Regions from separate parts of the Gossypium arboreum genome. Here region 2 is linked to region 1. The links are chromatin contacts, called in public Hi-C maps. All regions are on one chromosome and are shown on one strand. Each heading gives the region's core, a stretch centred on a gene start, on an enhancer-like site or on the middle of the called end of the contact. The rest is flanking DNA. Distances are from core to core; before and after follow the strand shown.

The links. Hi-C and Micro-C count contacts between places; a contact is called where the count stands out from the background.
Region 2: a Hi-C map of leaf shows a contact between it and region 1, with 1.9 times the contacts expected there. The contact joins the enhancer-like site here to the promoter of LOC108477554 in region 1. A contact is called at or near these places in 3 of 5 Hi-C or Micro-C datasets (all in leaf).

What each region holds. Positions count from the first base shown.
Region 1 is chr12:90,150,277-90,154,484 of ASM2569848v2, reverse strand. It overlaps LOC108477554 (protein DETOXIFICATION 34), which reads right to left and starts at 2,388. Exons shown (of 7, transcript XM_017780092.2): 1 at 1,827-2,388; 2 at 248-873; 3 at 43-99. The coding sequence starts at 2,144.
Region 2 is chr12:90,208,159-90,212,366 of ASM2569848v2, reverse strand. No RefSeq gene overlaps it. Among protein-coding and RNA genes, the nearest start is that of LOC128285449, 32 kb to the right of the region's middle. Within about 2 kb of position 1,731, at least 2 of the 2 cell types and tissues checked have an H3K27ac peak or open chromatin away from gene starts, as enhancers often do. A contact at or near this core is called in leaf, where this site is marked.

The sequences.
Region 1 (4,208 bases), core at 1,139-3,638:
TTGAGGATGATTAGTGAAATTAAACCTTCTTTTTAAGGTTACCTTATAGCTGCATTTAGCCCGATAAATAGCATGCCTTCCCAGCCATTGATGTTCATGCTGAAACATTGAATTGAATAAAAACTCAATTTACTTTAAAAAAAAAAACGTAAGAATGAAAAAAAAATTGAGAGAATATAGAGTAGAGATGTTTATGGTCCGCCAAATTTTGGGTTTCGATTTAACTTTGGCTCGACCTTGAACATACCATATTGAAAGGGACCCAACCGCAATGACTGGATCTTCAAGGTGACCAGTAAGAACAATTATCATCATGAAGTACCAAATCTCTAAACAAAGCATCACCGCCGAAGCTATAGAAAGCTTAGCAAAACTCCAAAGATCCTTAAAAGCTAGCCACGACAACCCGGACCAGCCATCCTTACACCATCCCACCACATATATAAGCTGAGCCAAAGCAACCAACCAAGCTGATATATCATAAGCCACCGCAGCACCTGTGGTACCCCATTTGAAGACATTAACAAAGAGGAAAATGATTAGGATGTGTCCGACGAAGGCGGCGAAGCCTATCCAGGCTAAGACCCCGACTTTGCTTTGTGCTTGTAAGAACTTTTGGGTGGGGAAATTGATGGCTAATGAGAACATTTGGGGCATGACTTGCATGGTGAATTCTCCGGCGAGGTCGGCAATGCCAGGTTCTTGACCGAGGAGTTTTAGTAGTGGGGTGGCGTATAAGTAGAGAGGCAACAAGGCGAAACAGGCGGCGAATAAGATTATCCAGGATCGTTGCATGTATATGCCGAGTAAATCTATTTGTCCAGCACCGAATGCTTGCCCACATAGGGTCTCGAGTGCACTCGCCATTCCTAACTGCAGTTTATAAAAATAGTCACGAAATATATTTAAAAAATAAAATATGATATGTTTTTCAGTGAGCTAATTTCACCGTACAATCTTTAGATTTTAAATTTATTTCATAACTTCAAAATGTTCTAATCAAATCTTTAATATTGTATCAATTAGATCCTTTCATTTAACATAAGTAATAAGTTGAGCATTAAATGTCAACTCAAATATTACATGGTGCATATTTAAATCACGTTAATCGAATAATAAACACATTGATACGTATTGTATGTAAATTCAAGGGGACACATAGTGACATTGGCCCTCCAAAATTGGTAAAACAGTGAAAAATTATAAAAATACGAGTAATATAATGATAAAATTATCTTTTGACCCCCTAAATTATTTTCCTGCCTTTGTCCCTATTTATATAGACAACTTAAATATGATATGTAAAAAAAATTAACCTTGCTAAATTTTATTGACACACAAAATTATTTTTTTAAAAGGTGAAATCCAAACTGTTCGTGCAATAAGTATATTTGTGTTCACAATTTGATTCTCATGTTTCTAATATGCTTCACATTATATCTAAACTGCTATTTAACACATAAATTAATAACTATTTGATTGAAAGATTTGATTGATATAATACTTATACCTTAGCAAGGCAAAGCATGCAAGACTGGGCCCCTTGATTAAATAAAAAATAACTTTTTTGGTCCCTCCTAGAAATTAATATTTTAATTTAAGCCTTTTTAACATAAATTTTTAGAGGTAACCCCCAAAATTTTATAACAATTTTATGTTTGCTCTACTGACACAAAATTTTGGCTTTGTCCCCGAGCACTATCAATTTAGAATTTGAACGGTAATGCGGGGATTTTGTTGCAATTAACCCCTTTTTCATTGAATTGCACCAAGAAGCTAACCAAATAAAGGAAAGGAAACAACACATAAACGTGAGAGAAGCTAACCAAGAAACCAAATGAAAAATTCGCGACGACCGACAAAGCAATGGCGACAGCCGATAGCTCGATATCGCCGATATGACCCGCGAAAATGTTGGTGAAGGAGTTGATCCCATAATTGCACCAAATATTGAACGCAATAGGAGTTGCAATAGACCATATCTTAGAAGACTCCACAAACAATATGTTCCTAACATCCGCAAAGCTTTGTACCTGAGGATAATCCCCTCCCTCGATGATTAAACTCGACGGTGCCGGATGTAGCTCGGCAACTTCAAAAAGGGGTAACGTCGACGATGGCGTAGCATGCAGTTGGTCCTCCATAACAGAAGATGGACTAATTATTGTCCCTTCTGCTGCATTTTGCAGCTCGTACTCTTTAGTATTCGCAATTTTGGCACAATTTTAGTGAACCCTTCTGAGTAAATTTTCTGGGTTTTTTCTTCTATAAAATTTGATTGTATGGATTCAAGGGAGTCAATGTGAAGAAAAATTCAATCTTTGTCCTTTTTTTCTTAATTTTTGTTTTATACATTTGCCTTGTTTTTGTTTTGGTGGAAGTTTAGGAAAGGGTTTTAGCAAGTGGTGGGTTATGGCTATAAATTAGGATGACCATGGAAACATCAAACATGAGGGACGGGATTTGAGTTGACTCGGTCTTTTTAGCTTCTTAGGACAAAGCTTGTTCAATGTTTTTCAATTTGGTCTGTTTGTTCGTTAATGTAGTTATTTTCTGTTCGTGGGGGTCCACGATCTTGTGTTGCGCAATCCCTGGAATAATGTTGTACACCATATAGTTCACATGGTGACGTATAGGGATGGATTCCCAATGGTTAAATTATAATAATTTAGCTTCAATTATTAATTTAGTATTTAAATTAAACGAATCAAAAAATGTTTGACTTGTGTATTCTAGTAAAAAACTTTATAGGTACTTAATTGAAATTAAAAAAAGTTTAAGTACTAAATTAAACATAAAATTAAATTTAGATATGTAATCGGGACAAAAATATATAAGTATCAAACTAAAAATCAAGCCAAACTCGGATACTAAATAGTATATTATAATTTTGGACTCTCTATATGCTCAAAGTTTGGATTTAGTTTTTATAGTAATTTGGGCATAATACCATATTTAACCTTCAATGTTTACATCATTTATCAATTTGATCCTTATTCTTCTTTTTAGCAAAATTTGACCATTAGCCTTTGAAAAATAGTCAAATTGTCTCTTTAACGGAAATGTTGGTGTCATAACCCACATATACTTTATATTGATATGACAAGATTTGTCTTATATGTCATGTCAACAAATACTTTAATTTATATAAAAATATTCAAAAAATAAATATAAAAAGTTCATAAAATTAAAAAAACATGAACTACATATGGATTTTCATGTGGACTGCTATGTTTAAAAATAGTAAGTATTTTCATTAAAAATAATAATTTGACTCTTTTTAAAAGGTTGATGCCAACTTGACTCTTTTTAAAAGGTAAAAGGTCAAATTTAACTCCAAAAAAAAGAGAGACAAGCATACAAAAATATAAATATTGAAGACTAAATTTGACATTATATCTTTAATTTAACATAATTTGATCATTTTATCTTTATAATATCATTTAATTAATTTAAATAGATAACACCGTTAACTATTACAATTAAAATATAAAATATGATTATGTATTTTTGTTTTAAATCTATATTAGCAAGATAAGTTAGAACAATATTTTAAGAAAATCCATATAAATATTTTAATCAAAATAATTGTATTAGCTATTTGGGTTAACAATGTTAGCATACCTAGCCAAGGTCGGGTTCATTACATATCATCAATACTCTATGATTGTAAGCTTTTCTTTAAAATTCGATATCCAAATTTCATTTAATTCTGCTTATATTTGTTGTACTTTACTCGATCTGATCGACGTACCCAAGTAAAAAACATATTACAACAAAAATTAATAATTGATAGATACTTTACTAAACAAAAACTCACTAAATTAAATAACATATAATCAAACATATTAAAATTTTGAACACTGTAAGGACCTAATTGTGAAATTCAAGCATGTAATAGGTTCGAATTATAAAATCTTAAGGTTTATAGGTCAATAATGAAAATCTATAGTTGGTATCGATATGAATCGATACCTTTTTGAAAATTGATACCAAAATTCATTATTGTTTTCTTTGCAAAACAAAGGTATTGATAAATATTTTATGAAAATCTATAGTTGGTATCGATATGAATCGATACCTTTTTGAAAATTGATACCAAAATTCATTATTGTTTTCTTTGCAAAACAAAGGTATTGATAAATATTTTATGGTATCGATATTTTATGCAAAAGTATCGATAGCCAAATAAAAATTGATAACATTTT
Region 2 (4,208 bases), core at 482-2,981, 59 kb before region 1:
TACACAAGCCCCAAATGGAATTTGTTGTCTAATTGAGGGCGATTTTTAATAGTATCGGTACTCATAGACTAACTGTGCTTTAATCAATTCTTTTGCTTATGAGAAAAACATTTAGCTTAGTGATGTAATTTTAATATTTACATATAAGACTAAAAGGTTAAAGGTTAATATTGTATTAATTTATAAATAAATTTTGAAAAATATATACCTAATATATTATTATCAATTCAAATGATTTTTTATCGAATTTTATAATTAAATTGATTTATTATCTGTTTAAATATTCTTTGATTCTTAAATAATGTGTGAATCAAATAATTCATTAATTTTATTTCAATCAATCTGATGAATCCATTCATCAATAAAATTTTAGTAGATGTATTAAAATTGAGGACCCAAATCTTTGGGTTTGAAAAAGCATACCTTTGCTCACCCGTTAATGGGCTAAGCTTGTGAGTTGGATTAACCCACTAGAGATGATTGTGAAAGTGGGCAAACAACATAACATCATTTAGATTCAATTAATATTGATGACTATAGGTGTAAAGTAGATAACTTTATTCGCAAGTTATTTATGTTGGATTTCATTGTTGAATTCAATATTAAGATTTTTAATAATATTGAAAAATTTAAATTCAAACTATAGTTTCATTTTTAGTATAAATAATTGAGCTGAAGTTGGATATGAAAATCAAGCTATTTTTAATTAGGTATTTATGTATAATTTAACAAGTTGTTCTATTTGTATCTTGAATCAAGCTCTGGTTTAAAATTGAAACTTGATTGAGGTAAAAAAAATTTTAAGCCTCACTTTCAGTAAACCTCGAATTTCTTACACATTAAACTTAATTTGGCTCAAGTACAACCTAAAACATTTGAGAGTGTTTAATAAACTAAAAGATTTGGTGCTAAAAAAAATATATGTTGAAAAATTAAATATTGAATTTAAGTTATAAAATTTAGAGTTAAATATAAAAATAGTACTTAAATTTGTCCATTTCTTTCAGGTTGGTACGTATGTTTTTTTTGCCTAAAATTGGTTCTCAATTTTTTTCCATCAACTAAATCAGTAATGTTGTTAAGTTTAGGACGTGATAGAATAAAATTGTGACACGTAGTATAAATGATGTCATGATGATGTCATAATATAAAAAAATTTTAAAAAAACTTTTTTTTCTCCACCAATTTTCTATCATTCCTTTTTTTTTTTTTCCTTTCTTCTTCTTCTTCTTCCATCAACCCAACTCGTGAAAATTTCTTCTTAAATTTGCAAACAAAAAAAAAAATCAATTTTGATAGATTTGAAATAGCTTCTTCAAAGTGTTCTTCGTTTCAAGGAAAAACAAAATCTAATTTCAAAATACTATTACAATGACTTTTGAACCAAAAAAAAAAAAAAACAATTCACCTCCCTTCCTGTTCAGTTTTCTGATGTTGTTCTTCACCTCTACTTAGCTTTAATCATGGTAATTTGTTGTCATAAAGTGCAAATAAGCAATGGGTATTATTTCCTTTTTTTTTTTTTTTAGATTACTTTTCATGACTACAATAGTTCAAAGAATTAAAAAATAGACCTTCCTCCACAAAACATTAATGCCCAATCTTCACCTCCCTTTTCTCTCCCCATTAAGCCCTCAATCCCCAACACCAAAACCCCCAAATTCACCCCATTAGCTTCCATTATAGCACCCTATAACAACCCCCAAACACAAACTCAGTCCCCACTCAATGATTTAGGGTAAAAAAAAGGGAGCTGGCTTTGTTAACTGGTGAATAGCTTTTACAGTGGATTTTATAGCCTTCATTTTATGGTGAAGTTTTTACGTTTATTGTGGGAAAAAGAAATCTGTTTGTTTCTTTTGTTTTTTCATTGGAGTAGTTGATCTTCAGGTGATAATTGTATGCTTTAGATGAGTCTTCTGTTAAGAGATCGCCGATATTTTATATTTCGCTGAAATTTGTTTTTATTGTTGATTCCTTTAGATTTGGTATTTTTGGTAGATGTGTATTTTTGTTTGGTTACTGAGAAAGTGCAGGGAATGAAACGGAATTTTATATTTTTGTTAAACTAAAAGATAAGGTAAATATGATATTTTTGGTGTTTACAGTATTGGGGGGAGAAGAAACTTGGTTTAAGGGAAGAAGAAGAAGAAAAAGAAGGGAAAAAAAAAAAAGAACCACAGAAAAATTGGGGGAGAAAAAAAGGGTTTTTAAATCTTTTTTAGATTGTAACTTCACCGTGACATCATTTATGCAATGTGTCATAATCTTATTCTAAAAAAGTCCTAAATTTAATGGCGATAGACTCAAATATCGATTTAGTTGACGAAAAAAAAATTGAGTACCAATTTAGGCAAAAAAAAATCATAAGTATCAATCTCGAAGAAGTGGACAAGTTTAGATTTTAATTTTATATTTAACCCTAAAATCAATTTGATATATTACTTAGAATTAGGTACAAAATATAATTAGATTGTTTGATAAATATAAAATTTAAATTATAAAAAGATTTTATTCTACATATTATCCTTAATGTTTAAACATTTCACTGCCTTATTGTAAACAAAATCAAATTTTAAACATAATTTTGTACAGAAAAATATTATATTAAAATAAAAAAATAGAATTAATTGAAAATTATATTAATTAAGTGATAAATAGAATTGATCTGCTTATCATTTTTCTCACATTTAACACACATTTAATTGACAAATTTTATTGAGTTGTGTTTGTTTTAGATTATCAAATGTATGTAACAAAATTAAAATATTAAAAATATTATTTTTCAATTGATTTATTTTTTCAATAATTTATCAAACAATGTTTCAAATTGTAATAATAAAATAAAATTAGGCACATTTTAGGTTTTTCATTTTCTTTTAAATCACTATCACTATCAATGCATTTGCAAAGTCACATAATAATTGGATTTTAATGTAATTATTTGTAATTATATTTACGTTGTTATGAAGATCTTATTAAGTGGATGTCCATCAAGATCAAGATAAATTTTGATGTACTTTAAATTCTAATAGTCATTAGAATTAGATCAAGACTTCATTTATACTTCTTATGCCTATAAATAGAGACTTTGGAGAAGTTTTGTATAGATTCCAATTAATCAATAAAAATATGCTCTCTCTTTGCTCTGCCATTCTCTTTGTTCTTTATTCTCTGTCTTTTATTTTATAAAACGTTATCAGTATAAATCTCTTTTAATTGTTTTTCTTCATAAGTCACAAAAATATCCCAAAATTTGCTATTGTCCATTGCCTCCTAGAGTTGCTGCTATTTCAATTGAGGCCTGCGCACTATGGGCAATCATTAAGGCCTTTAACCACTCAGCCAGGGTGATAACGATGATGTTAAATAATTTCATGTATACTTAACTATGATTTGTTTATTATATCATGCTTATATAATTGGAGACTAATCATGACAACATGAATAGATAGATTTTGATTTGAAATCCACGCATGTTTGCGACGGTGATTATGAAATAAAGAATTTTTTGGAATGTTTATAAGTTCATCCTAGTAAATCTATTGCATTCCCCGAAATGAATGTAAAAGAAAATATAAACCAATATTATTCCAATATTTGGTAGTACAAAATTAATCGAAAGCTCCAAAAGAGCTAATATATTAATATCTTGTGATGGTTAATCCATTGATTTTAAAAGATATTTATAATCGATCTCATATTGAGATTGTAAATGAGAAAAGATTATATTTCATATGAATCAAAAAGGATTGGATTATTGATTTATATTTATTACTCTTTTATAAATTAAATTGATCTTGACTATCTTTGTGATCCTTTTTTGTCATCATTCCTGTTAAGGGGTTGAAAGTAAAATATTTGACTGTTAAAGATCTACTTAAATTTTGGAATAATTTAAAAGAAAAAATGTAAGAAATAGAATATGGTAGTTCTATCTAAAGCTCATTATGGTTGGATGCACCTGAAGTTGCAAGTTTTTTTTTTAAATTGTGAGTATAACTCCACAGTATTCAGAATAAGTTCTCAATTAAAATTACGTGGAAAAATATTGCTGATGAGGATTTGCAAGAGAGAAAACTTATGTATGAAAATTCATTGGTTATATACCTATTGTACTGTAACACCCCAAACCCGGTCTAGACGTTATGGCTGAATCTGGCGATGTCACATGGAATGGTATTTGTAGTCTAATTCATCGAGTGAAA